Regions from separate parts of the Mus musculus genome. Here regions 1, 2, 3, 5, 6 and 7 are each linked to region 4. A link is a contact called in public HiChIP or PLAC-seq and promoter capture Hi-C data. All regions are on one chromosome and are shown on one strand. The core of a region is the stretch at or near the end of the contact, and the rest is flanking DNA. Distances in the headings are between cores, read along the strand shown. Region 1 holds the start of Mb21d2 (Mab-21 domain containing 2). Region 2 has its middle 44 kb from the start of Fgf12. Region 3 holds the start of Fgf12 (fibroblast growth factor 12). Region 4 holds the start of Ccdc50 (coiled-coil domain containing 50). Region 5 has its middle 72 kb from the start of Fgf12. Region 6 overlaps P3h2 (prolyl 3-hydroxylase 2). Region 7 has its middle 18 kb from the start of Gm41436.

Region 1 (2,991 bases), core at 34-2,533, 1.5 Mb after region 4:
AGATCCCAAGAGAATGCAAAGACTCTGTCCTGTAGTTAAAAGGCCTTTGTCAATCACAATTACCACTATCTGAAAAATTGACTGTGGAAACCTTTGGAGAGCAAGGCTCCTCCAGTCCAGCCCTGCTGAATGTAAACCACGGGGCCACCACTGCTGCATGACAGCGCTACACACTCGAGGCTCCCAGCAGCGGATGCTCATTCTACAACTCAGAAGCAATAATCCCACCGCAGGACGCCAGGGATAGGGTTGGATCCCCGGAACCCATTATTTTTCTTCATCTTTCCAGACCCGTCGGTGAAGAGCTGGGGGATACGGTGGGAGAAATTTTTCTAACCCAGGGCTGCCCAGAGTGGGAAACTTGAGCACCTCTTAGCCATCAGTAGGACAATACACAAAGACGAGGGGGACAGCGCTCCTCCGCGGCCAGAGCTCTGAGCTTGGTCGTGTTCAAGCAAGGAATTAGGAATTCCAGCTCAGCAACAACCCGGAGAAGCACCGGAAATGCTTCCGACCCCTTCAAAGGGAAGTCGATTTGCAAATCAAAGTTGGAGGCAACTCCGGGCGCCCGGACTACTTCCGCGGGTTACTCTGGAACACCCAACAAGTTTGGCCACCCGGGGCTCGGCGTGACAGCGCCGCGCCGCAACCACGACAGAAGCAACTTGTCGCTCCAGCACGGGTCGGCCTCCACCACGGCCGCCCGGGGTTGCAGGAGAGCCGGTGTCAGCCGGCCGGAGCCGCTTGGGGACTCCCCAAGCCGGGAGGCGTCTCCCGCCGCCGCCTCACCTGCCCGCCAGCCCCGCGGCCGAGGAACCAACAAAAGAGCGGGCGATCGGGAAGGAGAGGGGCACCCCGCGCCGAGCGCAGCAGGCAGGAGCGGAGGGGGCAGCTGAGCTGGCGGTGGAGAGGAAAGGGGACCTCACGGAACCAGGGGTGACACCCCGGGCAAACGCCAGAGCGGGGACCATAGCTTCCACCCGCTCCATCACACCCGCGCACACACGCATACTCACACATCCTCCCCGTTCTCCTTACCCAGCATGGAAAAGATGAAATCCTTGGCAGTGTGGATCTCCAGCGCTCTCTGGTCGTCGTATTCCCGCTGGTCGTGCCTGGTGAATTCCTGGATGAGTTTGTTCAGTTCCTCCACCCGAGCTCCAGACCTGAAATCCAGCTCCGGGAAGGCAGGCTTGTTGTTGCAGCCCAGGGAGGCTGCCTTGCTGGCGGTGGGAGCCGCCATCTTCATGCAAAACGCGCCGAGCGGCGGCTCCGCGGCGGCCGCGGCACCCACCCCCGCCCCCCACCCCGCCCCGGCCTCCCGGCGCGGCTGGGCAGCCCGGCCCGTGGGCGGGCTGGCTTCTGGACGGGCCCCGCGCCGCGCTGCGCTCGGGGCGGCCGCGCTCCTTCGCGGGAGGAGCCCGACTGCGGCGAGGTGCGCGTGTGGCCCCGGCCCCCGGTCCTCCCGCCCCCGCCCGCTGCGCCGCTGCGGGCCCCTGCCCTCCTCGAGTCCTGCCGGGATCGGTGGCGGCGTCCGGGAGTGGACTCGAGCCTCCCCGGGGGCAAGGAAAGTGAAGTGGAAACAATGTGAAATTCACCAGCGCTGAAATCAACAAGCTGCCGGCTCCGGTGTTACGGAGCCAGCAGCAGCAGCATTCCCATTTAAAGGGACAGCGCACCCGGTGGGAAGAAAATAAATAAATAAATGGCAGAGGTTCGCGCGCCCGGATCACTTGCCAGTCCGTACTCGGGCTGACGCGCGTGGTGTGGACGCTTTCTTTCTCCACCTCCACCCCCGCCCCTCTTTAGGGGCAGGGCTTGCCAAGCGCATCCAAGGAGAAAGGAGTCTTCCTACTCTGATCTTAGGGCGGTGTCCCGGGCGAAAACGTGTCTGTGGGCGCCTTTCCAATGTCCATCCCGAGAACTTTAGTACCTTTGCTTGGTGGAAAAATATAAAATGTACCTTCTGTCCTTTGTCGCCTAGAATGATAAAATCAGCGAATCAAGAAGGGGTGCCAGTCATGCCGCGTATAGATACTTCCAATTAACCACTCAAGTATCCTCCTTACCTTTGCCCTTGGTAATTAGTTTGCCTGGGTAACAGCTCATTCAACTTAACATATAGTGCCTTAATGAGAGCCAACCTGCTCTCAGACAGATAGGAATCCAAATGCGGAATGTGGGGGAAGGAAAACAATGAATTGCCCCAGGGTACAAGGAAGATGGGAGTGGGAGAGGGAGTCTCCCTTTTGGCAAATAGAATTTGAGCACTCGCTATTAGCCAGACCGGAATGACTGGGATGAGTCCTGGGACTTAGCCCTCACCCTCACCCATGTCCCCACTGGAACTAGGGTTTTCAAGACAAGACTGCTGTAGTCCAAGTCTAGTTTATCAAGACCAAATGGCAGATGTGGTTTTAATGTTCATGTGATTCACACACTTAAGGAGGCCTATGGACCCCTAGGAACAATGGTGAACTGTCCTCTATCCCAGCCTGTGGTCCTATCGGCCCCTTTAATTTTCTTACCTGAGTTCTCATCACTGAAAACTCACATTACCTTGTAAGACCTGGACATCCAGGCCCTGCCATACTTACCCATGTGAATAGGATAACCATTACATCTTCATAGGCTGCTTTAAGAATTAGGTGAGATAAGACTGGACGGACACCATTTATTATAAAGAATGACACGTTAAGTAGCATGTTAAGTAGCCATTAGCTGTATCAGCTTCCACTGTTGATACAAACTTTAGGGTCCTGGGGTGAGTGTGTGTGTGTGTGTGTGTGTGTGTGTCCCTGCATTTACATACACTGCATTGTTGCCTGGTGCCTGCAGAGGTCACAACAGGGCATCAGTTCTCCTGAAACTAACGTTCCAGACAAATGTGAGCTGCCCTATGGATGCTGCGAGCTGAACACAGGGCCTCTACTACAAGAACAGGTGCTCTTAATTGCTAAGCCATCTCTCCAGCCCCTCCCACAGGATCTT
Region 2 (2,899 bases), core at 110-2,609, 1.1 Mb after region 4:
GATCGCTCGCTGAATGACCCTTGCCTAAAATCCATCCTGATTCCGGAGAGAGGAGCCGAAGCCGCCTGCTTTCCATCTTTACCATAGGTGAGGCTTGCACGAGGCTGCAGGAGGAACATGATTCACAAAGTCTGGATCTCGGGCAGACTCCTCACAGATCGATGCAGACACCTGCGAGGAGAGCCATCTTCCCAGCAAGGCATGTAAACATCAGGTACTCAGGGATAACCTTGAGATCTCCCTGCTCTCGGTGAAGCCCTCGCCAAAACAGGATTCCAGACAGAACACATGGCAAAGGAGAGAGAAACCTTTGCATCTCACATGAAAACCATCCAGACATGCAGGGGACCCTATGCACAATACTTTATATAAAACATAAACACACATGTTATAGAAAGTCACATTTTAAAAGATTAAATGAATGATTTTGAATATCTTTTTAGTAACTATATTTTAGATTACTGGAGAGTGGGTGGGGTCAAAATGAAATAACATGATCACCCTGCATTAGAAGGCACAGTTAATCATTTTATTTTGGCTGAATCTTTTATATGAGACCTTGCCTGGCCCCTGAGTTTCAAATGTGTTCTTCCTATAATAAAGACAGAAAGCGGGTGGCTTCTGCTCCTCCATAGGAGGAGTTAACTCCCTGGGAGGAGGAGTTAAGCCTAGTAGAAAAACACAAATAAAAGAAGCCATTTCTAGATCAGACAAATCAGCTTTATGGTTTAGATTTTTGCTTCATATAAACCATTGATAGAACAATCTCCCAAGGGGATTCTGGATCCTCCTCACCAAGCCTTGTGTCTCAAGCCAGTAAGGAAATCGGCAGAAGGAATAGGGAAGATCTGCTGTCACAGCTGAGAGACACTGACGATGTGTGCACAAGGCCAGCACAAGCCAGGTGTTGGGTTCAGCCACAGAGATAAAGGAATACAAGCCTACTCTCAATGCAGGAACCAGAGAATCCCACAACTCTAAAAGTCCCAGCAATGCCTTATAAACTAAAAAGGCTGAATAAGCAGTGCCAAATGGACCCAAAGGCTGTATATATGCTAATTCTTATATATGCATAGATGTAACAATATTAACTAAAGAAAAAGAAGCCATGAATTTGAGAGGGAATGATGGGGCAAACAAGGAGACTTAGAGGGAGGAGAGAGGAGAAGGGTGTGAATACAGTATACGTAGAGGAAAACTTAGAAACTGTATGTATGAATGCTTTAAAAAAATCACAATTCAAAATAAATACAACTAGTAAGGGTATTCTGAATGCTAGGCATTCACATCATGTGTTGACTCTGAAGAAGTGTGACACTGGCCATCAGTCTGCAGCCTTGATTTCCAGGGACAACTTCTAAAACTACAGACTAGCATGTCGTAGCACATAACCTACTTTCTTCTCCAGTCTGACCTTGAGAACTGACATTGGGGAAAGTAAAATAACCCGTAGGTCAGTATCTGCCAGGATTCCCTCTTCTTCTCTTGGCTCCTGTTGTTTCCTGTTCCGTGGGTTCCTAGAAGGGTCATATGCTTTCTTTTCTAGACCTTTCTCTCTTTTTACCTTTTGTTTTTTTTCTCCTTGTCGGTGTGGAAGGCTGCTTTGTTTCTGCTTCTTCTATAGAGTCCATTGATCCTTACATTGTTTCTGGAACACGATAACGTGACCTTCAGCATTTAGACAAGCCAAAGCAACTTGGTAAAGAGCAAAGAATATTGTCATTCTGTGTTCTAAGAATAATTCAAACAAGGCCATTCCTTAAGGCTGACAGGATGACAGGAACTCCCTAGATTCTCTCTGCTTTGGATACCTTCTCAGCATCATTTCAGCACTGCTTGCTAAGAGACCGAAGATGGGGGAACGGTGCCACCTAATGGTCAGAAGTGGGAAAAGCCTCACTCTGTAGTGCCGACTTAGGTTTTTAACTCTCAAATCACGTTGAAGAGAATTGTGTTTTTAAACGGCTTGAACACCTTCCAGTCACTGAAGTGAAGCCTGATTTTATGAATTCCCCCATATTAGCACTTCTTTGAATAGTGGCAGAAATAGCAATGTGATGAATCTCTTCTCAGGTAAGATTTGTGGTGAAGGACAATCTTGTATTCTCCAGATAAAAGATTTGCAATTTCAAAGAGGTGGGGAGCACTAATTATGCATATTACATGAAAATTAAAATTTACATAGCACCTGAGCAATAAATTCCACCCATATTTTGAGGCAGAGAACTAATTGCTTCTTTTGCATTAAATCTTCCCTGGAAAAAGCTGTTTTTACATTGCAAAAGCGAGTCAGCTTTCCATATTTAACAGCAACAATTGTCAGAGCAGCAGTTTATGGGTCATTTGCATTGAAATCACCTATAGTTTTACATTTTCTTAAAGTACACCTTCTTGAACCCCACATGAGATCAACGGAATCAAAATTTCTGGGTCTGGAACTCAGGTGTGGACAGTTGCAGTTGTCACTTCTGGGGACCCTCCTCCATAGGGTGTGTCCATTTCCCTCTGCACATGATGCAGAAATAAAACGTTGTAGCAGGAGATTGCCCTTTATCCCGCCAGGTTTCCTAGTCCAGCTTCCTATATACAGTCAGTACTGCTTCCCGGAACTTTTCTCAGACAGACCCTTTCCCTGAGTCCTTCGCCCCCATCATCATATTGTCACACAAAAATTATATTCTCCTTTCCACTTCAGCTCATCAGATACAGCTCAGCTGTGTTTTCATTGAGAAGTCTGGGGAGGGCAGGCTCTTGTGCCTCTCTTTGTGGCTTTCCCACTACACTTTTAGGGTCTCTTGCACATAGTAGAATTTACAGAGTTCACTCTCAAACTCATGGATTTCAGCTCTACAATCTCCTAGTTTAGAATTAGCTTAGTCAAACTAACCTTTAAGGAAGC
Region 3 (2,956 bases), core at 50-2,549, 1.1 Mb after region 4:
AGTGACCCTCATACTAGACTGTCGGTGGATGAAAGCAGAAAGTGTTTTCCCGAATATGGGACAAGCTATTAACTGACACAGGGTTGTTGAAAGAAGGTGGGCCAGCATGGAAGAAAGGAATTCTGATTCCCATCCATGAGCAATTCCCAGAAGCTTTGAAGGAAGGGGATGGGGGGCGTCAGCCTCTGGGGAGCCCACTGATTTGACTGCTACTAACCTGGTCTCCGCCTCACTGGCCTCTTGCGGCCGCTGCAGAAGCGCACTTTGCTGAACACCCCGAGGACGTGCCTCTCACACAGGGAGCGCCCGTCTTTGCTGGGGCTGGAGCGGCGCTTGGAGGCCGACACCCGGTCGCTGTTGGACTCCCTCGCCTGCCGCTTCTGCCGGATCAAGGAGCTGGCTATCGCCGCAGCCATAGCTGCTCAGCGCGGGCCCGAGGCCCCGGGCTCCACTGCGCCCTCGGGTTCCTGCTCCGCCGGGATGAGGGCAGGACCTCGGGGGCCTGGAGGAATAGGACAGGCGCGGGGAGGCAGTGCTAATATTTGAGGAGGTTGCAGTATCGAAAACCTGGAGCCCACAAGGTTAGTCAGAGTCTGGGCAGTGGCAACAAAACGTGTGAAAATCCGGATGTAAACTTCCCCAACCACTGGCGGCGGGGGCGGGGCGGTCCCAGGCCTTCTTGCGAAGTAGACGTTTGCACCCCAAACTTGCACCCCAAAGCGATCCACGTCCAAAGGGCAGTAGGGAGTTTGGTCACACTGCGTTCAGGGTACCAAGTGGAAAGGGGGGAAAAGATGTCCAAAATAACAAGCTGTGCCCCGGTTGGAGAGGCGCAAGCGTTGTAAGGTGTCCAAAGTATACCTACACATATATACATAGAAACCCGTTTACAAGGCAGAGTCTGGACCGAGGCTAGAAGCGAGCCCCCAGCTTAAAAATATATATAGTAAAAAGTGAATAAAACGTTCCTTTAGAAAACGAACCACCAACCGCGACAGAGAAGAGGAAGGCAGCAATTTAACTCCCTGTGGCCCGCGGTTCTGAAGATTAGGAGGTCCGTCCCAGCTGGGTGAGGTCTACGAAATGCATCGCACCGGCTGCGGTTCTCCGGGGGCCGGCACCCCCACTTCTAGAATTCCAAGAGGCGAGAAGTGGGAGCGGTTAACCAGACTCGGGGTAGGGGCGCGGGGCGGGGCGGGAGGGGGGGTGCAGCTGTTTCCAGCTGCGGTGAGCGCGCCTCTCCTCCAGCAGCACTGCAAAGAGAGCGGGAGACGAGGGAGGGGGAGGGAGAGAGGGAGATCCTCGAGGGCCAAGCACCCCGGGGATCCGCGGGGTCCCGAGAGCAGGCGCTCCCGCTCTCACTGCCTGCGTTCCGGCATGAGACGGGCACAGTTGGTGATTATTTAGGAAATCCTAAATCTGGAATGACTCAGTAGTTTACAGAAGCCCCTCCAAAGGCAAAGCTGCCGAAGGTGTCCTCCCCAGCTCGGCGCCCACACGCCTTTCACCGGAGCTCCCTGCCACCGTGCGCCCGAGCCGCCGCACCAAGCCGGTCTCCGCACAGGCTCCGAGCGACCTGGGCAGCGAGGGACGGGCGCCCTGGCGGACTTGGGATCAGGTCATCGCCGCGCCTCCGGGACCCCAGGCTCACACGCCCCGGCGGTCGACAGCTCCCGGCCGCAGCTCAGATAGGGGTTACCCGGCCGCCGCTGGGCCGCTCGCTCGGTCCCGCGCCGCCCATCCCGGCCGTGGAAGGAAGTGACCGCGCGCTGCGAGCCCCCGCGCGTCCGCTCGGGTGGGGCGGGGGCTGGTGGAGGGCGACGTCGGCTCGCGGCGGCTGCGGCTCTGGGTCGCAGCTGCCCACCATGGTCTGGTGCCCGGGCGCAGGCAGGTTCCCTAGGCCGCCCTGGGAGACTGCGGGAGGTAGCCGCGCGTGCCACCTGGACTCCCCGGGCCGGGAGCGGACTCTGGGGCCGGGGACAGGAGGCAGGTGCCGGCGGCCACCAACTAGCCCAACTTGCTGCGCTGGCGGCGGCTGGGAGCCGCGGGATCGCGGGGCGCCCCCCGCCGCCTCCCCTAGACCGGGAGGGGGCGCTCAGGGCGGAGTCCCATTCATGGGCAGAAGCTCGGGGCGCCGCCGCGGGCTGTCTCCCCCAAAGCGCTAGCTCCGCAGGAAACTCCAGGCAGAGCCGACAGCAGCCTCTGAGAAGGCGAGTGGGACAGGGAGCAAGCAGAGGTTGGAGTTACTCTGGCTCTTAAGGAGCTGGGAAGCTTTCCTGGTGGGACTGAATTAGGGGCTGGGCTTGTGGAGAGCTGGAAAGAGCCGCGCTTGAGTCTTGCTCCCTTTTCTCGCGCCCACTGCTCCCAGACTCTCTCCTTCCTCCACCCCCCCCCCCGACACCCTTCTCCCCCCTCTCTGTCTCTGTCTCTCCCCTTTTCTCCTCTCTACGCAATCCTACGTGATTGAGGTTTGGATGAGAAATTCACAGAGGCAGAGTGAGGGAACTGCAGCCTGGGTCTGCTGTGTCCAGTCCCTACCCACCCCACCCCCCACCCCCAAGAGAAGCACACACATCCACTGGCTTGTTGAAGGACCCTGGGTGAGCAGAGAAGAGAATGGTGCAGGAAACAGAGGTGCCATCTGCCCCCTCGCCAGTGACCAGAAGCATGTAGCATTCTCCAGGAAGGAAGTGCACACTGGATAAAGTAGCAATGACCTCCCGGTCTCCCATACTGCACACACACCCCCACCGCCATCACATTTTGGAACAGGAAAGTGTGTGTCCATCTCTTTGGGACCTAGATATCTTATTACTGTCTGGAAAGCTAGAAAGGAGACTCTATGCCTAGAAAGGTCTTGTGGGCAACCTGCCTTGAGAGTGAATGGGGTTACAGTTACAAGCAAGGACAGTGAACTACAGCATTGGAGCACATTCTTGTCTTCAGAAATGCTTGC
Region 4 (2,984 bases), core at 339-2,838:
GAGAAGTAGAAAGAGAGAAGGAAAGAGAAGCAGAGATACTGTCATTATAAATGCTCTCTATAACTATAGGACAATTTAAAAAACAGGTCCATATATGGCAGGACATTTATAAATACCCCTAAAGCCACTTTGCTATACCTTCCTTCTTCACACTTTGTTTATGGAGTGCTCTCTATCTCTGACAGGGCTGTGCAAAATTTTCTTGTAAGGGTTTGATAGTACTTTAGATTTTGGGCTTAAAAGGCAAAATTTAAATGACTCATATTAAAAATAATTTAAAATGTAATATTTAAACAAATACAGTCACGGGGTTTCAGCGGGCTGGGTTTGGCCTGTGGGTAGCAGCTTGCCAACTTCTGATCTAATTTTTGCTCTCATTTACATCTTAGTTTTTGCTAACCAATTTTAGTGTCAAGTTAAAAATCATACCACTTCCTCCTGACCTCTCACACTAGGAGTCTGAGCTGAGATGGGAAGCCAGTTTAAGCCAGTGGCTGAAGTGACACGTTGAACTTTGACAAGATGTTGGGCTGACATTCCAGAGTTCAATGATCCTGCCAACAAGCTTAACTCTGAGGAGGAACTGTGCTTTGCTACTGTGTTTCCATCAGAAACTGCCCTCTTCTCCGCCTTCTCCTATCTTTGCTTATCTTCAGTTTAGTTTCATTGTCTGCTAGTGAGAGTGGCCGCCCACTCAGGAAACAGATACTAATTTGCTACTCTACCCTTTATGTAGCAAGCCTAGGGAGGTATTCTGCTCCACCGGTTTTGATCTCACACCCATTCTTTGATAAATATGCATGGTTTGTGGACTAATGGACTGAAAGATAAGATTAGTGAAAACCCAGTTTAGGACTGGAATGTTTCCTTTAGGGGAAGAGACAGTTCCTAAAGGAGCATGAATCTGTACTGATCCATAGGATGAAACGCGAAAAGTCGCTCATTTCAGAGAAACACAAATGTCAGAATTATAGACCAGTGAGTGGCATGCTGGAAGGGGAAGCCCATACAAGTCTCTGTCACAATCCCTCCACCCCCGAAACTGAACATCCGATCTGGTAGACATTTATAGTTTTTTGTTGATTGAGTGACTCAGTTCTCCCTGCTGGTTGTGAATATTCCGTTTCCAGAAGGGCCCAGAATTTAATTCAGTGTCTTGTATTCTGGTTTCTTTAAAAACAAAAAAACAAAACAAAAAAAGAAATATAAAGCACACACACACACACACACACACACACACACACACACACACATGTATGTATGTATGTATGTATGTATGTATGTATGTATGTATGTTTGTAAGTATGTATGTATATGCCCACTAATCCCAGATATAAGGATTTGTGGTGCCTGGCACTCAATAAGCACTTTACACAAGTCTTAAATCTCAGAGTGGAGCGCAGATAGGCTCTGTCCCGGCGGCGCCTAGCTGGCAGGTGCAGCCTTGGGGTCCCGGCCTTCAGGCCGCAGAGCTGTGGCCTGGGCTGGGCGCGGCAGGCACATAGGCGAGGGGAGGCGGTCTGGCTCGCACGCCTCTGCGTGCGGTGCAGCCTTGCAGCCCCCGCCCCCCGCCGCCGCCGCCGCCGCCTTTCTGGCACCTCTCTCCCTCCGTACTGGACTCCGGTGCATTTCCGGCCCGGGAGAGTCCGGCGTCCACCCGGGCCAGCCCGCGGGGTGGGCGTGCGCCGTGATCTCCGCGCGCCCGAGGCCCAGCGGCCGCCATGGCCGACGTGAGTGTAGATCAGTCCAAGTTGCCGGGCGTGAAGGAAGGTAGGTCGGGACTCGCGGGCTCCGGGGAGCCGGGCTGCGCGGGGCACGCGGCGCGGGGCGGGCTAGGAGCGCCGCGGGCTGGCTCGGTCCGCCAGCGGCTGCGGGAGGCCCTCGCCTGGCCGCGCGGCCTTGTTCTGCCCTGTGGACGCTTGATGTAGAAATCCCAGCCCTTCCAGGCTGGCCCAGGCCAGGGGGTGGCGTTCCGAGTGGAGTGGAGCCTTTGTTTTGAAACATGACCCTCTCCCTCCTCTTCTCCTTCTGTTCCTCTCTTCTCCCTCCTTCTTTTCTTTTCTATCCTCTACCTCCCTCCTCCTTTCTTTCCCTCCTCTCTCCCTTCCTCCCTTCTCCCACTTCTTCTTCCTAGTCTAGTGTCTGGCTGGCTCTTAGCTTCAAAAATGTTGAAAATCTTAGGGTTGGCATTGCTTTGAATGGTGGACCTCAAGCCCCTATAAAGATGATCTCCCCACTTCCATTTTAATAAAGACCAGGCTGGAGTGGGTGGGAGCTTGTGATCCTGTTACCCCCGTTGCCCCCCATGGCTGCTATATTGAAGTCCAGGAAAATAAGATTGACTAGTACTGGCCAGGCCTAGCTTACTTCATCTCTCCTCCCCTCCCCGGGGCCTAGCATTTTTATTGTTTTGGTTACTGGCTCATCTTCTTGTCACTCTGTCTTTCCCTTCTTGGGAAGCACTGGACTTCCATTATGACAACACCTAGAACGTTCAAGAGTGCTCTCTCTTAAAGCCATAAGTTCTGAGGGGGGTGGGGGGGGGGTCTTTGTTGTGGATCTCTTTTGTTTCACCAGAGATCTGTGGCCAACACGGTCTGGGACTGGGATGTGTGTGTTGTGTAAGTGAAGGAGTTTTTCCTTTCTTGAGACTTTAGGCTTCATTGCCAATTTCAAGTGACTCAGATGGTCTCGCTCTGGCCAATTTGGAAATCCCAAGACAATTAGTGACTACTTGGCTGCATCTGTCCTAGGGTTTCAGAGAAGCACCGTGGCTAGGAGTCAATGATTTTATGTTTAAATTGTAGTAGGTTTGGATCTACTCCATTGTTTCTAAAGAGTAATAATGCCTTCAGGCTGAGCTTTTGGTCTTGGTATTTTTCCATCGTTTCTGTCCCTAACTTGACTTTGGTTATTACAGTTTTTAGTTAATGGAGTCTAAGGAGCCACTGGGAAGACATATCGGTTCTTCACCTGGAGGCCAG
Region 5 (2,933 bases), core at 341-2,840, 1.1 Mb after region 4:
TTCGATGTAGCTGCAGTTTTTGTAGCTAGGGAAACACGCAGACTTCGCGTGTCTTGACAAAGGAGAGAGAAGTCTAGAAATTTATCAGAGAGATCTATAGTTTTCCACACACAGACCACCTAGGTCAATCCTATCCCATTGATCTTTTTCCCTGTTGTATACTTAGAGAATCTGGACAGCTATACAGTGAGTCCTGTTAGTGCCTCTACCCATCACACAATGGAAAATGTTGTTCAGGATCCTCTAAACAAATGTTTAAACATATACACACAACCTGAGACAGTTATCCATGTGACCCCACCCATTCAGTGGCTACTTTTAGAAGACCTTAAGCCACAAACTTTTCTATAACCTAAGGCCAAACATATTTACTATGTACCCTTATCAAAAGATCTTTGTTGGCCGGCAAGGATAGGTGGTTGCTCTACAAGGGCTTTCCATACTCTCAGTGGCTTGTTTTACTTAACTCACTTCAGGACTGTAGAAACATGCACACCCGGTGAACTGTATAATCGACCGACAGTTTTAACTTCGTCTTCTTACAACAATTTACAAGAATTAACTTTTACGAGACTCTCACGAGGAAGGTATTCTCTGGTGAAGGTGAGGGAATGAGGACCAGGAGGAAGCCTGGGCTGTCTGGATTGTTCACACATAAGCTCACACTCACAGAATGGACAGGAGCTGCGATCAGACTCAGTTGTCCAAACGCTGGGTCTTCATTTACCAGCAGTTTCTAAAATCTGCGGTGTGATAGGCATTAAGCAGTCATAAGCTGTTTAATGTAAAAGAAATGATCTCAAAATGCAGCATGGAAGTTGCTGTGCACACAGCTGTGGTGACCACTCTCCCCAGGTTAAAACAGCAGTTCTGTTTTGAACCCTTGTACAAGGGGCAGCTTCTGTTTACAACGTCTAGTTATTTCATTGTGTGTGTGTGTGTGTGTGTGTGTGTGTGTTTATAATAAAATTCAAGTCTACGTAGACCTGATCCAAAAATTCTCCCAACCCCCTGTACCCCTCACCCCCTTAAGCCCCTCCCCCAACCCCTCCTCCCATATCCCCTTCCGCTTCCCCTCATGTCTGACAAATTAACTTGAACCACACTGACCCTGGTCTCGCATCCGGTTTACGTCAATCATCAAGTAGCACAGGGACTCACCACAAGCCTATGAGGATCAGTTCCTTACTAAGGAAGGGGGTGATTTACATGAACTCTGGGGTGCCTTCCAACTCTGAATTCTATAATGCTCTTGGATCTCTTACATCTGTGGCCAGGCCCTTCAGTACCCACTATTAGCCACACGGGGGCAGCACAATTCTACTTTAGCCAGCAGGTAAATTCAGTGGCCAGAACTGATGGCTGTGCTGTATGGGGAAACTAGAAATAACCCTGGTAATTGATTGCCTTACTTAAACAGAAGGCAGTTGCACGTTAACTGCCTCTGACACACCGCGTCAGAAAACTCCAGTGACTCTACAGAGAAAAGCTGTTTTCGAATTTAAGAAAACGAGAGGTTTCAAATCCACGGAAACGGAAGCTTCAGAGACCTGCTGGGAGCACTTGTGCCACTCAGCGCCTCGCTGCTAAGGGAGAAGCCCTGGGAGAAACTAGGTCTTCTGACTCTCAGATCAACATCCTGTACTGAACACGGTGTCTTGGAAACTACATTCGCTCGAGTCGTGGGAAAGGTTCAGAGGGAAGCTGTGTTTCTCCATCTACCAGACTTTGCGGTACTAGGAGTGTCATACAAACAGCTCCCTTTATAGGAAAGTAAAGAGACTGGCAATTCTATGAGCTGAAAGGTCAGGTCATCCCGTTGGCTCCACTCAAGGAGGACTGTTAGGTTTATTCCTTTATGTCCCTCCCCAACACGCCCCCCACTCCCAATGGGAATTCCTCACCCAGTCAGTTTCCCAAATCATCAAATGTAAGTTACCATATCCAGCTATAGCTCTTAAGGTTATTCCAGGTTTTCTACTAACGCCCTTTTTTTTTTTTTCATTCCTGCAGATTTTTTCTTTCCACCCTTTGAACTCTGGTAATCCATCAGGCTTAGTGGCAAGTGCCTTTTTGTGCCAAGGGTGACTCACCAGCCTCACTTCCTTTATTTTTTCCTCCTTTCTTTCCTCCTTTTGACACTTCTGCAAGTAACTGCTCAATTACTTTACAGATGCTCCACCATTTAAGATGGCTACAGACTCACATTAGATTGTGGACATGCTTTCTTTAGGGAAGAATGCTCCAGAACTCCTGCTTCGTCCTTCTTGGGTACAATATCAGTCAGTGATGTCGTCCATGTGTCAGATTACCAGTGAGTCTGTCACTGAGTTGTCATTTGGTTTAAAATGACAATTGGTATTTTCAATGGAAAGTCCCTGTAGGTGATGGGAAGGGGGCCTGGTTAACATATGTGTCATCCTCTCTCCAAACAGCTGTTCACAGATGTTAGCATCAAGAAGGCTCCTTACCTTCATTTGCTGTGACTACAGGCTTGGGTGATGGTGATTTCTCTATATCCCTTATTTTCTTCTACAGTTGGAATTCCTCTGTGACACATGGCCCATTCTCTTCCATTTACTTATTAAATCCTAGATTTATAGCAACATCCATGAATTTTATTATGTGAATTAAAGTCTAATGTGAGTATCACTGCCCCCATTCCACCTTTACACTGTTTTAACATTCCTTTGACCAGCCGGCAGCCTTTGAGCACATCCTTGATGTTTAGGATCCTTGAATCTGATAAGTATTTGCCTTCCAGTGCCTTAGGATCAAGCATTTCTCCAAGGGCTCCTGAGTTTCTATTGGAGAAGGCCAATGAGAGGCCAAGCTCCATCTTAGTGTGTTCACTCAGGACAGCTGGAACACCTTCGCTTCTAGTCGGCTCTGCCTACTGACTACAAGATACATGCACTGGTCAGCCATGTTAG
Region 6 (3,323 bases), core at 651-3,150, 1.4 Mb before region 4:
TGAGTACATGCCAAAGAAATGTTACTTATTGTGCGAATGATGAGAAGCCAGGAAAACGGAGAAGTCCTTGTCAGCTGAGAGGCAGGCTGTACAGAAAGGTACTTCACATCCCAGGTTGCACTGTCCTAGGTCAGTCCATGGTACGTTTAAGTCAAAGACAATCTCTATCTTTGAGGGGCAGCAAAAAGACACCATCCATGATTCCCTCATGATCTCTATGACTGTCATGGGGGTTGCTGCGCACTAGGTATGTCTCATGAAGGAACTGGAAGCAAGTTGAATTAGGGACTTGGGTCCGATGTATCTCATGGAACAGAAGGAGATGCATGCTGTCTCACAGCTATTAGGTGGAAAAGAAAAAGAGTTTGTGTGATTCTAGAAAAGCAAACCTTTCCTGTTAGCAAATTAGTTAGGCCTGGGCAGATGGTGTAGAGAGCAACAGTTCTCAGATGGTTTTGCTTTTCTCTGGTAAGATCTTGCTTCTTCCTCTGGCTCCATGCTCTTAAGTCAAGGAAGTGTCTACAGGCAGTCATTACAGTGTTCATGGCTCTCTTTGTCTTCCACTGTTAAATGGGCATTGTATCCCATGCTTAGAACATATGTGCATTCTCCAGGAAAGACCATATTTAGTGTTATATCTGTTCGATACAGTATTATGATGATGAAAACCAGCCTTTGAAATATAGAACTTTGAAAAAGGAAAGGACAAATGGTCCTTAAGTGATAAAAAAGTAAGACTTTGTTATTTACTCTGCTGTGAGCTTAGGGTCCATGTGTGTAAACAAGGGAAAAGGTGGCCCTGGTGGAAGGATCTAGACCTGCAGAGGCATGGATGAGAGAGGCAAGTTCCATCTTTGGCCAAAGAGGTAAACGTACAAATTCTCTAGGTAGAGGGAGCCCTGCATCTAGATTTCAGCCTCACAGGCAAGGCATTCTTGCATCCCCTATTCCAACAGCGGTGGCTTCAGTCCTACTCCTGTCTGCTCTAACTCAGTCATCACAGCATCATGTCGGAGCCTCAGTTTTTGCCCAAAGTGAAAGAGGCAACTGGATTGTAATCTCTTTGGCTTTCTTCAGCCCTTATAACTACAAATATTCGAATGGGATTTTCCACTTATTTGCAAACAGGACTATTTAACATATAGACTCTAATTTCTGAGTTTGGCTTTCCTAAGTCATTCGATGGCACTCCCTAAATATTTGAATGAAATTATGCATGGTTTGATGTGGAGCAGATTAAAAAAATGAATGCTTTAGTAGATCTTCGATGTTCCAGGTGTAAAGCAACATGGCCAACCAGCAGAACGGGAACAACCACTCCCTGCTGTCAGCGTGACACACGATGGGATCGCACACAACAGTGGCGGCATCTACTGAGGCGCTTACCCACTTTCTATGGGCTGGATGGCACATTCTGTGCTGAAGCTGCTGCCTCTCCCAGGGCACGAGCGCACCCAGGAAACAAGAACTGTGCAGAGCCAAGGTCTGATTTCTTTGTTGATGTCTTGTAACCAGAAAACAGAAATTAGATCCTTGCCCAGATCTGTCTATCATGGAGTTTTTGTGCCAGCAAGTGCTTTGCAGTGAAGAGCAAACAAATTAACTGCTTCACATATCACGAACTGTCAACCCTAAAGTCGGGGTAAAAGTTTCATAGCCCTGTAGTAGCCCTGTGGTGACGTCACTTGCCACTCTCAGATGTTAGCAGAAAAAAACTTGCTTGTATTTTTTAATATTTCTAATATTAGTCTTGCTATTGGTTTATGTTCAGTTTGAATCTTGAGGAAGGCATAGGGTTTTGGAAACAATTATAATGAATGACACCATTTTCAGAAGAGGAACTGGAGTCCAGAAAGAGGAAGCGAGTTAGTTGCTTTAGGTCACCCGGGAATTGAGAGCTTTGCCCAGTCTTCCACGGCAGAGATACATCCTGAATTCTGGTTTGGCAGTGGTAGGCCAACAGCACACAGCACTGAAGTTGAATTTCTCAGTTCCACCGAGCAAAGTCTTCTTAGCCCTAACCAGATCACAAGTGGCAGAAAGTGAACCTCCCCCTTTACTGGAGCACATTGCAACAGTGGGTGTGGTCTGAGAGCAGAGCCTTTGCAGTGAACCCCGAAGTCTTTGAGTTCTCTGAATTAACACTCCAGCTCGCTAGCCAGTCTTGTTCCCTCCAAAGCAAGTTACCCACTTTCTTGCAGACCACTGTCTGCTGGCAGAGTTGTCATGGTCCATGTGTTCCTGGGTTGTCCCAGATAGTTACAAAAACATCATTGGAAGATAAAATAGGTGTGCATCGGAAGACAAGTTCTGTAACAAGGATCCCTTTATTAAACACTTCAGACACAGCATGCCTGTGTGAGCTGACAGCAGCAGGAAGAGGAGGCTGCCCAACAGAAGCCATTGAGGTGCAGCCTGTGAGAAACAGCTCTGAATTTATACCAGCAGGAGCCCCTCTCCAGCAGCAATAGTGCCTAGGGCAGGGCAATTTAAGGTATTCATTCTTCCATCACCACTGGGGGTGAACCTACACTGCTGGAACCCCTGTTTAGGTGTCCCCTCTTACAGAGCACTGTGGAGGGGAATCAGAACTTCATTTGAAAACACCAGTCCTAACATTCTACCCAAGGGGACCCCGTGCCATAGTCCTTAATCCAGTGGTGGCTTCCTCAAGCCTGAAAGATGCTGTTCTCTGTGATTCTTGGGACTTGGCAGACTGTGTCCTGGGAGCTCCTGTAGACACAAGGCAAACTTGCTGTGAAGAGTCTGAACTCTCAGCCAATGGAACCATGAAAGGTGATGGGGGAAAGGCAGCAAACCATAGAAGCCTGAGACCAATTCACATCCTATCTTTAGACCTCGGGGCACACTCTAGCTGTGGGGTGCTGAGTGCAGGCTGATCATGTTGATATTCTGAATATGCTGCAAAGTAACTGTGTGTGTGTGTGTGTGTGTGTGTGTGTGTGTGTGTGTGTGTGTGTGTGTGCCATGTAGTGTTTGTGTATCTGGGTGGTATGTGTTTCTGTATGTTTATGTTTGTCTTATGTATGTGTGGCGTATTTGGGAGTTTGTGCCATGTGTACATGGCCTGTGTGCACTTCTGTAGTGTAAATTCTGTTGCATGTTTACTGGTGTGACATGAAGAGTGTGGGTGTTGTGACTCAGTGCGGTGTGTGCTTGAGGGTGTGAATGGGCTCTGAATGATGAACTGAAGCAAAACAATGAAGACCAGAAGAAAGCAAATGAAGCGAAGTTGGGAACAGGGGGAGAAATCTAACGACTCTTAGTATCCTGTTAATTTATACTACGGCTCTGTACAAAAA
Region 7 (3,012 bases), core at 233-2,732, 1.2 Mb before region 4:
AAGCCACTGTTTCTTCTTGTGGTTTCAATCTCTCTAATACCCATGCAATACAAGCTGCAAACATGTGCCACCTTATCTAGGAAATTGATTTCGTATCCCAATAAAGTCTAGGTCAAAAAAGAGGCATGTGTGGGTTTCTAAATACAAGAAATCTTTTGAGGTAGAAGTATCCTATGTAATAATATGCTGGGCCAAGTGTGGGTTACTATAGCATGGACTGCCACACCCAACTGTGCATGCAAACTGGGTTCACACCACATAGTGCTTGAGTGGTGGAGCAGGCAAGTATCCCAGATCATCAGTTCCTGCTTCACAAGTTTCATATTCTGTGATGAAAACCGAGCTTACATCAAGTACCATGCATATTGTATTTCTTCTCTCCTGGATTTTAATCTGTTCACAGAGTATAGCTTATGTTTCATTGACTGATGCTCATTTCTAGGAACATCTAGCAATTTTAAACTGTGCTTCAACTTTTCAAAATCCCTTTCTTTGTCGGGTTATTTATTCACCTATTAACAAGTTTTCAATAAAATTTGTTCACTCCCAAATAATTATTTGGGTTTTACCATGGTCATTGCTTGAGTATTGTTGGCACAGGTATTTTTTTCCAGAAAATTGGTATGTAAGTTGTAGTTCTTGTTCCATTAAAAATGTGCAAGAACAAAAATAAATGTGTCAATAAGTAGTGTATCGGTCTAGTCTATCTCTATTCTAGATAAGAACTCAGTAATTGTCAAATGTAAATAGTAAGAGGATCATAAAAAGGTTAAAGAGAAATGTTTTAATAGTTATTCCACTAATGTAAAATCAGGGAAACACAACCGGAGAGATGCCACATATGAGCCTACTGTATATTCCTTTCTACCTTTCAGAGCCAGAAGTATGAGGAAGACATTCCAGACATTCTCTCATAGTTAAACGAGAGCTCCTCCCCTCCCCTCTCCTCTCCTCTCCTCTCCTCTCCTCTCCTCTCCTCTCCTCTCCTCTCCTCTCCTCTCCTCTCCTCTCCTCTCCTGTCTCCTGTCCTCTTTTCTCCCTCTCTCCCCATCTTTCTTTCCTCTCCTCACCTGTTTTTGACAGGTCTCCGTGAATAGATAGAAATGCTTATTTAGATGGTTATCTAATAAAAATTCCTCTATACAATCTATAATCTATAGAGATATTATGTTTGTGGTTACTGGTAATGGATTCCAATAAAATTTACTTTTATATGATCTCTAGTCTGTGTTGTCTTAATAAATTAAAAAGTGACCACGTGTTAACAATACAAAGTGCTTTAATGCAGCTAAAACCAACAGAAATGTATAGATTCTCACATCTCAAACTTGGTAGTTCATTCCCACATTCAGAACAGAGTGAGCTAAGTTTGTTTGGAAGAATGTGACTTCCGGGCTTGCCTCAGCCTGCATCTACACTGCTGTGCTCTGAAGTGCTTGTCACTGCGAATCATAAAGTTTCTGCCAGCAGGTGGAGCCATGGGAACACAATTAGAAGCATACATTGTGTTCCTTCTTCAACCTTAAACCCAGAACAATATATTCCCACTCTCCCTTGCTCCTCCCTCTCTCCTTCTTCCCTCCTTCTGTCTCTCCCACCCTTTCTTCACCTTCCTTCCTTCCTTCCTTCCTTCCTTCCTTCCTTCCTTCCTTCCTTCCTTCCTTCCACCCTCCCTCTCTCTCTCTCTCTCTCTCTCTCTCTCTCTCTGTCTGTTTCTTTCTTCTCTTCCTTCCGTTTCTTCTTTCTTCCTTTTATCCTCCCCCTCTTGTTCCATTTGAACATCTTTCTTCCTTTCCTCTTTGTTTCCTTCTCCATTTGTGGCATTGTTCTCTCTTTATTAAAAGGGAAACTTGTAGAAACATACTATTTTTTAAACATCAAGTTGCCAAAATGAGATTCTTATATTAACCTAACAGTATCTTGGGTGCTGTAGTCTGTTCTGCCTAGGTTCCTAGCAGCAAAACTTTAGGGATTTCAGAAACAAAACAAATCAACAACAACAAAAACCCAGAAAGTTTCTTTCTCAGCTTAGGAGCTCTATGTAGAACAAGTCCCCAGAGGAATTTTCTTTCTTTTGTTCTACAAAACAAGTCTGTTGCTTCCTACCCATGGAAAGAGATAATTAATATGCCAACTATCATAGCTCTGTCCATTTACAAAGATAACTATTTTTCTGTGAAAAGGAAAAATACACAGATTTGGCCCTAGTGTGGTGATTATGATAATGATGGCTCAATAAATATTTCTTAACTATCTTCAAGTTACCAGCAACCATGGTTAAAATGTTATCTCTGATAACTTTTCATTCTTGCGGTTTCTAAAAGGCCTGCAGCATTATAGAAAGCTGAAACTACCAGAGTGGATGGGGAAAACAAACAGCAAAACAAAGCAAAATGAGGAGGGAAGGCAAGAGGGAGAAGCAAAGAAAAGGCAAGGAAATTGGTACCTATAAGGTGAGAGTATAACAGAAATAAACCCCACAGTAAGTCTAAGAGGGGAAGTTAGAATATGCTCTTACCACAGTTTCTACCTACAAGTTATTGGCCAAGCATATCCTAGGGGCAACTGAAATGCCACAGGTTACCACAGTTGCTGTTGGTTATTCACCACAAATAGATTGCAAGAGTTATTCTGTTTCTGTAGACACTACACACTCTGATGCAGGACACACAGAAGTCAATAGTGAGTTGACTGGGAAACTCTTGCTTCTGAAAGATGCTACTCAGGCTACTGAGAGGGAAAAGACATCAATGGTATTATCCTGTACTAGATGCTGCATGTGACAATTACTGACCTGCCAGGCAAGATGTGTTCACTGTTGTGGTAGAATCAAGACTGTGAGCATTACCAACACTATCTGAGTTGGATTTAAGAACTGTTCCACACTAAATAATGCATGTCTCAAACTGGAAACATGGTCCAAACCTATGGCTAGTCATAGGCTCTAGGGGAGAACATATTGATACCATTTTTCTAAATGAATACATTGTAGAGATGCCTGCTAAGTGATTA

Evidence for each region. Promoter capture Hi-C pulls out the DNA fragments that hold promoters and counts their contacts. HiChIP or PLAC-seq counts read pairs in DNA pulled down with a chosen protein or histone mark.
Region 1: an H3K27ac HiChIP or PLAC-seq map of bone marrow-derived dendritic cells shows a contact between it and region 4, with 5 times the contacts expected there. The contact joins the promoter of Mb21d2 here to the promoter of Ccdc50 in region 4. A contact is called at or near these places in 1 of 39 promoter capture datasets (hippocampal neurons) and 2 of 115 datasets of contacts at active chromatin or transcription factors (astrocytes and bone marrow-derived dendritic cells).
Region 2: an H3K4me3 HiChIP or PLAC-seq map of forebrain shows a contact between it and region 4, with 12 times the contacts expected there. The contact joins the enhancer-like site here to the promoter of Ccdc50 in region 4. A contact is called at or near these places in 11 of 39 promoter capture datasets (the 3T3-L1 cell line, cranial neural crest, embryonic stem cells and 5 more) and 8 of 115 datasets of contacts at active chromatin or transcription factors (astrocytes, embryonic forebrain, embryonic hindbrain and 5 more).
Region 3: a promoter capture Hi-C map of second pharyngeal arch cranial neural crest shows a contact between it and region 4. The contact joins the promoter of Fgf12 here to the promoter of Ccdc50 in region 4. A contact is called at or near these places in 7 of 39 promoter capture datasets (cranial neural crest, embryonic stem cells, frontonasal cranial neural crest and 3 more), 2 of 484 Hi-C or Micro-C datasets (both in cortical neurons), 4 of 115 datasets of contacts at active chromatin or transcription factors (astrocytes, embryonic forebrain, embryonic stem cells and 1 more) and 1 of 9 other capture datasets (embryonic stem cells).
Region 5: a contact with region 4 is called in a promoter capture Hi-C map of hippocampal neurons, with 5 times the contacts expected there. The contact joins the enhancer-like site here to the promoter of Ccdc50 in region 4. A contact is called at or near these places in 5 of 39 promoter capture datasets (cranial neural crest, hippocampal neurons, maxillary cranial neural crest and 2 more), 3 of 115 datasets of contacts at active chromatin or transcription factors (astrocytes, embryonic forebrain and embryonic stem cells) and 1 of 9 other capture datasets (embryonic stem cells).
Region 6: a promoter capture Hi-C map of pre-B cells shows a contact between it and region 4. The contact joins the enhancer-like site here to the promoter of Ccdc50 in region 4. A contact is called at or near these places in 2 of 39 promoter capture datasets (the C10 cell line and pre-B cells) and 3 of 115 datasets of contacts at active chromatin or transcription factors (astrocytes, bone marrow-derived dendritic cells and large pre-B cells).
Region 7: a promoter capture Hi-C map of the 3T3-L1 cell line shows a contact between it and region 4, with 7 times the contacts expected there. The contact joins the enhancer-like site here to the promoter of Ccdc50 in region 4. A contact is called at or near these places in 6 of 39 promoter capture datasets (the 3T3-L1 cell line, 3T3-L1-derived adipocytes, cranial neural crest and 3 more) and 3 of 115 datasets of contacts at active chromatin or transcription factors (astrocytes, bone marrow-derived dendritic cells and embryonic fibroblasts).

Annotation. Positions count from the first base shown.
Region 1 is chr16:28,928,415-28,931,405 of GRCm38.p6, forward strand. Mb21d2 (Mab-21 domain containing 2) reads right to left here and starts at 1,284. Exons shown (of 2, transcript NM_177718.3): 1 at 1,039-1,284. The coding sequence starts at 1,249.
Region 2 is chr16:28,488,857-28,491,755 of GRCm38.p6, forward strand. It overlaps a transcript of Fgf12 not described here. Among named protein-coding and RNA genes, the nearest start is that of Fgf12, 44 kb to the left of the region's middle. Within about 2 kb of position 1,360, at least 25 of the 459 cell types and tissues checked have an H3K27ac peak or open chromatin away from gene starts, as enhancers often do. A contact at or near this core is called in forebrain, where this site is marked.
Region 3 is chr16:28,444,776-28,447,731 of GRCm38.p6, forward strand. Fgf12 (fibroblast growth factor 12) reads right to left here and starts at 1,300. Exons shown (of 5, transcript NM_183064.5): 1 at 218-1,300. The coding sequence starts at 416.
Region 4 is chr16:27,387,368-27,390,351 of GRCm38.p6, forward strand. Ccdc50 (coiled-coil domain containing 50) reads left to right here and starts at 1,589. Exons shown (of 11, transcript NM_026202.4): 1 at 1,589-1,770. The coding sequence starts at 1,722.
Region 5 is chr16:28,516,716-28,519,648 of GRCm38.p6, forward strand. It overlaps a transcript of Fgf12 not described here. Among named protein-coding and RNA genes, the nearest start is that of Fgf12, 72 kb to the left of the region's middle. Within about 2 kb of position 1,591, at least 31 of the 459 cell types and tissues checked have an H3K27ac peak or open chromatin away from gene starts, as enhancers often do. A contact at or near this core is called in hippocampal neurons, where this site is marked.
Region 6 is chr16:25,956,976-25,960,298 of GRCm38.p6, forward strand. P3h2 (prolyl 3-hydroxylase 2) reads right to left here. Exons shown (of 15, transcript NM_173379.3): 15 at 2,309-3,323. Among named protein-coding and RNA genes, the nearest start is that of P3h2, 150 kb to the right of the region's middle. Within about 2 kb of position 1,901, at least 67 of the 459 cell types and tissues checked have an H3K27ac peak or open chromatin away from gene starts, as enhancers often do. A contact at or near this core is called in pre-B cells, where this site is marked.
Region 7 is chr16:26,232,864-26,235,875 of GRCm38.p6, forward strand. No RefSeq gene overlaps it. Among named protein-coding and RNA genes, the nearest start is that of Gm41436, 18 kb to the right of the region's middle. Within about 2 kb of position 1,483, at least 16 of the 459 cell types and tissues checked have an H3K27ac peak or open chromatin away from gene starts, as enhancers often do.